2 separate regions of the Anas platyrhynchos genome follow, and region 1 is linked to region 2. The links are chromatin contacts, called in public Hi-C maps. All regions are on one chromosome and are shown on one strand. Each heading gives the region's core, a stretch centred on a gene start, on an enhancer-like site or on the middle of the called end of the contact. The rest is flanking DNA. Distances are from core to core; before and after follow the strand shown.

Region 1 (4,202 bases), core at 106-2,605, 97 kb before region 2:
GACAATATTTAAAATCATTATGGAGCAATATCTAATATCCACCAAAGACTGGAAGGCTGCATTTAATCATCAACACTTTAAAACTTTACATTTAATAAATAAAGGAAAGCTGGATACAGCTTTATCTGGAGATACCCTATAGATAATCAAGCAGTGTTCTTCTCTTCAAGCCTGTCAACGTAGCCCAGTAGTTTAAATGGGTCAATGTGACAATTCAAAAACAATCATAGAAAAGCACTGTTTTCTCATCATTCAGACTGGGGTGAGAGAAAACGTGCCACAAATGGCATACTTCAAACTTAAGAATTCCCAACACGCATATAAATACATGGGAATTACTTCAGAATAAGGAACACGTGGCATTTCCCCCAGAAACACAGCTCCTCTCTCTCCCTGACTTTTCTACAACCTTTTCCACACCTCAAAACAAACAAACAAAAGAAATTAACAAAAGCAGAATGCATCTTCCTTTTGTTATCCCAAGGTCCCATGCTTTCAGGCAAGATGCAAACCCGGGATCTTGTCTGCTGATGATCAGTAAGAAAAACCGACATCTGTCTAGACAGAACTCACAATCAACATGCCCTTGTCAGTTTAAGAAGCAAGTCAACAATACAACCACCATATCAGAATGCATCGTGTCACGAGTATCAAAATATCTTGCTGCTGCTGTAGCTGGGATTTGTGGGAAGTATGGGAAGATGGCTATGAGCACTGAGGCTAAGAGTGCCAGTGCAGAACTGTGTTCAAGATAAATGCCTTCTTTACGCCTCATCTTAAGACATAAAGATAAGGTATGAGATAAGGAATGCCTTTTTTTCCTTCATTTTCTGAACCTCAAGCCCAATCGTCTCTTTCATGTTTTTATCATGTCCACAAAGCTAGACAGACAAATGAGACCGACCTCAGAGTAAGACTGCTTCTCATGTGCAAATATCAGCTTGAATGCCCTGCAAATAACTAGGAAAAGAATTAACAAAATTTTGCTATAAAATACATGTACAGTACACGAGCACTTGTGGGAGGCTAGGGTCTGTGCCTCTTTAACAGCAGCAAACCCAAATCAATGCCCATGCACAAGGCAGGGACTAATCCAGCCTTGCAAAAATTGAATGATTTTGCAGCCTAGGAGCTGACCACTGGTTTTCCAGGCTGCTCACTGCAGGCAGGAAGGACGCAGCATAAGCTGCTGCGCATTCATGGTCAGCACTAATTCTAGAGACTATTGCTTACTTGTGCAATATTGTTCACAGTTAGCTCATCACGGGGATACTTTTCAGGAAAAAGTATTTGTTACAGCTTTTTTTTTTTTTTTTTTTCTCTGAATAGGTAGCTTGACGGTTTGCCCTGCTCAGTGTAACCTCTTGGTTAGTGAGCAGCAGAGGAGAAGAATACAGGCTGCTCACATCTGGTCCCCAGTCAGCAGTTAGTCAGACATGGCAAAGAAAAAACACGACGAACAACACTGACCTTGACCTCGTTTTTATAGGTTGTGGAGGACTTTTTTGTGGGATGGGGTTGGTTTATTTTGTGTCCACACACACTTGTGTGTATGGTTTGGTCTTTTTGTTTTGAAAGGGAGGTAGGAGAAGGAGGAACAACATGACAGAAGGGAGCATTTATAACCATTTCATTTATACCTCCTAGGATAGTTCCACCACATGCTGGCAAAGAGCATGGCAGGGAATTACCCTTGATACTGGAGTGACGGAAGAGCTGTTTTGAAGTGGTTGCTGCAAACAGCAAAAAATTGATCTGAGACTTTTGCCAATACAATGTAAAATGAAAACAGCCAACTCCAACTTTAAATAATGTTTTAAATGCCACAGAGCCTATAGGTCAAAATTTGTGTAAGTAACTGATCTTCATTGATTTCAGCCTCTCTCACAGGTTCTGAATAACTAAAAATCAAAATCATGACATACATTTTCTGTCCACAGGGTGGCAAAAATGGGTTGCTCATAGAAAAATCCTTACCACTTACAAACAAGTATGTAATTGTATGCAACTTCGCCCCCCTCCATATTTTTTCTTATTCTAACAGGGTAAAGGCTTCCAAATTGCCCTTAGATGTTCCATTTTTTCATGCAACATGATAATATTCTGATCAAGCTATTTGAGTAGACACAACCTAAACATATATATATATATATATATATATATATATACACACACACCATTTTGGCAGAGTTTGCAAGATATTGCAATATATTGGAATGACTTCTATTGCTATATATCCTACATTCCAGCACATGACATTTCACATTACATTTACAGAATTTATTTAAAGAATGTGAAGAACACTTCTCCCTAAATGTTTGCTTCTGGCGGAAATTATTCTTCCATTTTTATTTATTTTAACCTGAGTAGACCAATCTTTATCACACATACATTGATGCACAAAGAAGAAAAAGGTCAGCATCTCAGGTATCTGAGTTCGAATTAATCTCCTAAATTGTCTGTCCACTCCCCATTTACACAAACTTAAGAAGCTTCTTGACTCAGCACGTACTAACGATTCCTTATAAATTAGCAGAAAGTTCCTCCTAATACTAATGTCAGCTGCATTGACAGTCTCTACATTCTTTGTGGAGCTACCAGAAATTCAGACGCACGGGTAAAACAAAACTAGCCACAGCAAAGCCTCTGAATCCTCTTTCCTATGCAGTTCTCCAAACCAAGTCAGCTAATAGCACGGTCTTCTCTGGTGGCACTAAAAAGCCAAACCAGAGTGGAGGCATTTCATAAGACTGAGTTTTAAACACATCTGCAGTCACCATTAATCCAGCCAGCAATATTTCACTGCATTATGGCTCACAATGAAACATGATGATGCATTATCCTAATCATCTCCGTAAACTACAGGGTATACTGCCGCATCTTGTCAATTTGCATCATTTTCACTGACATTTCTGGTTAGCAAAAAGAAGTCTTCAGGCAAAACAGCACACTCACAGAAACATTGGTTATAGCAAGCATGTGGCCATTTTCCCCTCAAGTCCTGAGTGCTATCTAACAGTTATTTGTTCATGGCATCATCTCTCTGAACTTGCTTGAAGAAAAAAAGCTTGATCTTCATAGTGACTTCCCCGATCAAGTTGCATCTAGATCATTTTTACATGATATATAACAACTAATTTTACCAGATTTCTTTATCTATTTTCAGAAAAATTCTTTACAAAAGTAAATGGAGATATCTGAAATATACCATCATTTTATCTGAATATATACCATCATATATCTGAAATATACATCATTTTGACTGTCCACTGCAATGCTTATTAACAGTAAGATTTAGCACCAGCAAAGTATCAGAACTCGTTTTAAAGCTCAAACCAACTGGAATTGAGACATCAAGACAGAACAGCAGCAAGGGTTCCTTGTTGTACGTAAGGATGCAGGTTCTTCAGATTCCCATAAAAACAATAGTATTTTTCAATACAACCAAAAAAAAAAAAAAAATCACTTAGATCTACAAGTCTAGATCAAACCTCCTTTTTACACCCAAGCCAGAAAATAGCAGCTGTTCTGTGAAACCCAGGTCTGCAAAACCTTACTTGCAGAGTTTCATATGGGTTCTTAACACTTAATTCAGTGGGGCTTCTACAAACCTTTAAGGCTTCACAGGAGTGAAGTCTAAGGGGAACAGAAGGGGAACTCTTCCAAGGCACATCACTTTTATCAGCCATCGGACTTGCTCTCTCAGGCTTCCTCCTCCCATTCTTCTGCTGCTGTACTTGCATGTAACTCACATGCGTGGCCAGTGCTCCTCTTTGGGATGCACCCTTCCCTGCAAACTCACATTCAAAGTACCCTTACGGGAGGAAAAGAAAAACGTTAGGAGGACGTTTCAAGAGGAAAATAAAAGAATTAGAGGTCTAAGAATAGTCCCACCCATCTAAATAGTCAGTCAGCACAGCAAAATACAGCATAGAGGATGCGCAGCTTTGTACATTTGCAGTACCCCAAAATAAGACCTGGAGTCTGCTGACAAGAATTGGCAAATGTGGATTTAAAAACCAAAGCACTTCACAGCTACGTGTTGACTATGAAAACTATAGCAAACTATGTCATTTCATTCTGCTGATGATGATCAAGATTAGTTGGTTGGAGTCTTATTAAATCAAGTTCTTAAGGGATAAGTCTTGTGTTTAGACAAACATTTTTAAAAACAGAAAGGGAAAAACAGGTTGTGTATGTAC
Region 2 (4,739 bases), core at 1,516-4,015:
ATACAAGAGCTATTAAATCAACACAATCACATTCAGCATTATCAGATTAGTGAAAGCACTGCCTACTATTACGTTAAGAGTTTTCAGTGAGTTGCAGAAATGATAATGGGCACATTTGGAGAGATCTGAGGAAAAGGTTTGGGATGAAATGACAACACAAAATGCAGACCATGGCCCTAGTATTAAATTTAGTATCAGCTTCCTTGAAATAGTACCACAGGACAAAAAAGAGCTTATCAAGTTATACGAACATTTTTGTTTCAGAAGCTTCAATTAAGATAGATCAAGTAACAAAAGAAAAAAGGCAAACTGCTTTTTAAGCAGATTAACAAATTGCTTGACGAAGCAACAAATGCACCCTACAGCAGACCTACAAGCAACAGAGTTTTCTGCAGAGGAACAGAGCTTGCATTACTGCTGTAATAACACAGCATTACTCAATGCAAACTTTGTCTTTTTACATCTAACCTGATTGCACAGCACTGAATTCTGTTTTGTCCTTAACCACTTTTAGTCCACTAAATACTACAATACCTAATACACAAACCCAGCTTTCCTTCTGTCAGCACTTACAGACCTAATTTCAGTAGGAACCAGCAGATAGGAAGAAAGGATTTGCGTTAAGTTGCAAGTTTACACAGCAGCACACGTGAATGCATTGCAGACACTAGCCTTTTATTTCAATCCACATTTTCCCTGAATATTTTGGTGCTCTCCCTCCACTCCCCTACCCCAAACTGATTGGTTATCCTTGTTCTCTTGCACTCCTCTTTCTTTGGAACTGCTTTATATATGAGGAAACATGAAGGGTAGTTTGACATTGTCTCCTACAAAGGAAAATACAGTATTACACTAATCTGAGGTTGACAATGGCAATTGCTATTTAAAAAAAAAAAAAAAAAGACGTGTTCAAAAAATATTTTATGACATTCTCCAGTGAATTAAAGGTAGGTTGGTTTGGTTTTTGTCTTTTTTTTTTTTTAAAGCAGATTGTACTGTGGAGCTAAAGTGACCTGGACCACCTATGTAAGGAACCTTTTGACTCTCCCACTGCATGGCACTGAGCATGCACAATATATGCAAAATGCATACAACCATGTACTGCTCATTTCAGTTCTTACATATGAAGAGTGTTAAGAACTCTTTGGAAATCCACTTGGGCCATGTATGTGAAGGGCTGCTTCTGAGACACGCCTGTTCCCAAGCCCACATAATTAGAATACTATTCTATTTCATCTTTGCATCTACTTAATCACTTTCCTTGCATGCCAGGGCACACACACACAGAAAAGTGGTCTTAGATATGTAGGATGCACGCACAATGTGACTGGAGTGGGACAGTATCTGTAGGCTTCCCTGCATTGCTCTGGAAACCGCAAGGAAGAACTTATACAAAAAAAAAAAAACCACAACACCACCACCACACCTGTCTCTACTGCTAAAGATGACAAGAAAGTGGGGCAAATTCAGAACCTAACAAGACACCTTTTCCCAAAGATAACAGACAAGAGCATCAGAGTAATTCATCTCTATGTAACTAAGGAGATTCTAGTAACTCAAAAAGATCCCATCTTCAGTAAGTTGGGGGAAGTCCCGTGTAAAAAATACATATTAAGGTCTGCACCAGTCACTTTGAGCTATTAGAACCTTAAATCATCTTAATCCTTCTCATTACCTTTTTTTTTTGTTGTTTTCTTGTTTATGAAGAACATGACACCTTTCTGCATTTTTTAAATCCCTCTACTCAGTTAATATATTTAGCTTGCTATGACCTGCTACATTTTCCACATTCTTATACTTCAGATATTGAATAGATGTTTTACTTTAGGGACAGGTCATAAACATCAAAAGTGGTACTTGAGACCTGCTACGCTCATAAAATTGTGAAAGGAAGTTTCAATAATCAGAGAAAGGCAAACTAAGGGAGACATACGTAACACACTGCAGGAAAAAAGAAAATGAGCTAATACTGCCTCTACTTAGAGGCAATCTGTACCACTAAAAGCTAGGAAGAGGTAGTACTTAGATATGCTGTCTTCATTGCAGACAAAGCATACTCATCTTAGACCAGGACATTAATGCAAGAGCAACATATTTACAAATTGATTTTCTCAGAAGGGAGTGAAAGGACCTCAGGTTTGTGCACAAGTGGATGAGCTTTCCTTCTTTCTAATGTCTCATTCAACAACTATCCACTGGGATATTAAAAAACTATTAGTGATGCATTTTAGGTACAAGGCATTCACTTCCAAATGTCATTGGTTAAATTAATGCAAATAAAAGCATACAAGGCAACACAAAGCTGTAAGTCTTTTGAGTGTTGATTTAGCCAGTTCACTTAAAGATTATACGTGGGAACAGCCATCAGAGGCACATGCTTTAGAGCAGAGCAGCCATTTCATTACCTTTAGGTGAGAGGTTCTGTGAAATGCAGCACAAAAAGCATAGCATTTTTAAGCGCGCACACAAAAGAAAAAGCTCTAAATCTGTCATTATCAAACTATTTATTCAGAGGGACTTTCCTAATGGCATGTAGTGTGCTGATGATATCTGATAGTGTTGAGGAACAAAACTGGGTCCTCCATAAATGACTTGTTTAAACAAGTGCATCTTCGGTGTTATACAAATATACCATCTAAACATATGCAAGTGTCCAAAGTGGAAGAACACTGAGGCCACAAGAGCACACAACCACAACAGTACATAAGGGATGGCCCCATGCTGAGTTGTGCAAGTTGTGCAACTGTGGGGCCCGCATGCCATCTACTGGACAATTTTGTACTTTCTCTTACCATCTTTTTACCAGCCCATGGGTGCTAGGCTGCTGTGGGAATGTACACTCTCAAGATGTCTACACATGGGCAAGTATCTTTTAATTAACCATAGTGCGATTGAAAACACTGTACAGTGTTGCATGGCACGCCTTGTCACAGGCAGGGATGTATTTAAAGCCTGCCTGTATGTACTTGCTCAACGTTTTGTTATTACAAAAATTCTCCTGCATAAACTGGAAGCAACAATGGGTTATCATTCAGATCTGCTCCTACTGTTTTCACTTATTCAATGAATGAATTATTCCTTCCCCTACACTTTTCATTCATTTCCTAAAGACACCAACCTCAGGGCCATTATGTAGTAATGAGATCCAACAATAAACCAGAGGTATTATCCTTTTATTAAACTGACTGGTACAGGTGGGAGAAGAGAAAAGCAGAGACATTTCACATAACTAAAACCTTATAGTTTCTCCTTCCCCACATATTATAAAAGCCAAAGCTTGTACAAGCTTATAAGGCCTTTTATTTTTATATATTGAAATTAGTGCTGCTGCTGCAACGTTACCACTGGAATTGCTAACACCATCCACCCCTTGGGAGCTCCAGGACTCCGGTTTCTTGTTCTTAGTACATGTGTCTGGGCTCCAGGACACTTCCTTCAAGATGAGTGTCTGGTATTACCATCATACATGAAGAAGTTCTGTGTGCAGTATCAGGTAATACAAATAATATTTAGCAAACTAAAATTGTCCTGTGACAATACAAACATATGCCACATAATCTAACATTTCTGCTGCAGACACTGGGGGATTGGTACTGGCAAATATAATTCTAAGCCTAGCAGGGAAGTATACAGGTGAAAAATTGAATCTGTTTGTAGCATCTTCTATTTGTTTGATTAAAAAAAATGCAAGATACAGGGGAAAAAATACTAGAATTTGTGAAATAGTGTATTAAGTACAAATAATAACTGGAACATGGTTCTCAGAGCATATTTCAGTACTTTTCTGAAAATGGTAGTCATTCTTTGACTTTCACAGTCAGTGAAACATGACGAAGTAACACCATACAGTAATGTCTGGGAAAGGGTGAGAGAATGGGTGATTACTTTGAGAAAATATGCAGGAAATTAAAGTTGCTTCCTTCCCAAAAATGGCTTGGGTACATAGAGCGTAACTTAGAGGAAGCGGTTAATGAGCAAAGCTGGTAAGAGGAGAGCTTCAATATCGAAGGAAGGCAAAAAAAAAAAAAAATCAGAGGTGAAAATGTTATGAAGGAGAAAAACATGGAATGAAATCAGTTTCTGGTGAGTAAGGCGAGGTTACCTATGTAAGTCACAGAAGAACATTTGTGTCTTTACAGAATAGGTAGTTTACTAAGCATAAGGAAAATTACCTTTATCCAAGCATTAATCTGAAATAATTTAAGGGTAAAGAACTCCTAAGCGTAATTGCACAGTAAATATGTTGTGCTGTCACATGCACTGGAACCAGCAGGGCAGGGCACCGTACTTTTGAGCCATACACAAATGCAAGGCTTTAAGAGGAGCCCTGCTGCATGCACTGTCTCTCATTGGTCTGTCCACATGCAACATACCTTGTGCTTTCTAGAAAGCATCAGGCCTTACAGCACATATGAAGAAAGCTTTTCATGCATGCAGTAAATCCTGTGATTAGGGCCACATCAAGCCTTACTGCACATTTGCAGAAAGATAAAATAGCATTTGCATTGCAAGTCTGCTGCTTCCTTGAAGCACTGAACACACAAAGCAACTAAATACGCACGTTCATATTTCCTTGTAAAAAGAGAGAACTCTGCCCATACTTCTGCTGAAGTGGAACTCCATGCATATGGAACAAGAGCCGCCATATCCAAAGACGACAGCAAACACTGCCTATGACACAGAGTCTGACCATCCAGCTTGCAAAACAATTTAAAGCTATTGGTCATCATCAAAACATA

What was found. A called contact is a pair of places that touch in the nucleus more often than the background predicts.
Region 1: a Hi-C map of liver shows a contact between it and region 2, with 2.3 times the contacts expected there. The contact joins two enhancer-like sites. A contact is called at or near these places in 5 of 8 Hi-C or Micro-C datasets (F5 follicle, liver, skeletal muscle and 1 more).

Annotation. Positions count from the first base shown.
Region 1 is chr6:10,411,399-10,415,600 of IASCAAS_PekinDuck_T2T, reverse strand. All of the region lies in intron 21 of RHOBTB1 (Rho related BTB domain containing 1), which reads right to left. All of the region lies in intron 2 of ANK3 (ankyrin 3), which reads right to left. Among named protein-coding and RNA genes, the nearest start is that of ANK3, 120 kb to the right of the region's middle. Within about 2 kb of position 1,355, at least 1 of the 8 cell types and tissues checked has an H3K27ac peak or open chromatin away from gene starts, as enhancers often do.
Region 2 is chr6:10,315,682-10,320,420 of IASCAAS_PekinDuck_T2T, reverse strand. The region is part of intron 20 of RHOBTB1 (Rho related BTB domain containing 1); the gene reads right to left. The region is part of intron 1 of ANK3 (ankyrin 3); the gene reads right to left. Among named protein-coding and RNA genes, the nearest start is that of ANK3, 26 kb to the right of the region's middle. Within about 2 kb of position 2,765, at least 2 of the 8 cell types and tissues checked have an H3K27ac peak or open chromatin away from gene starts, as enhancers often do.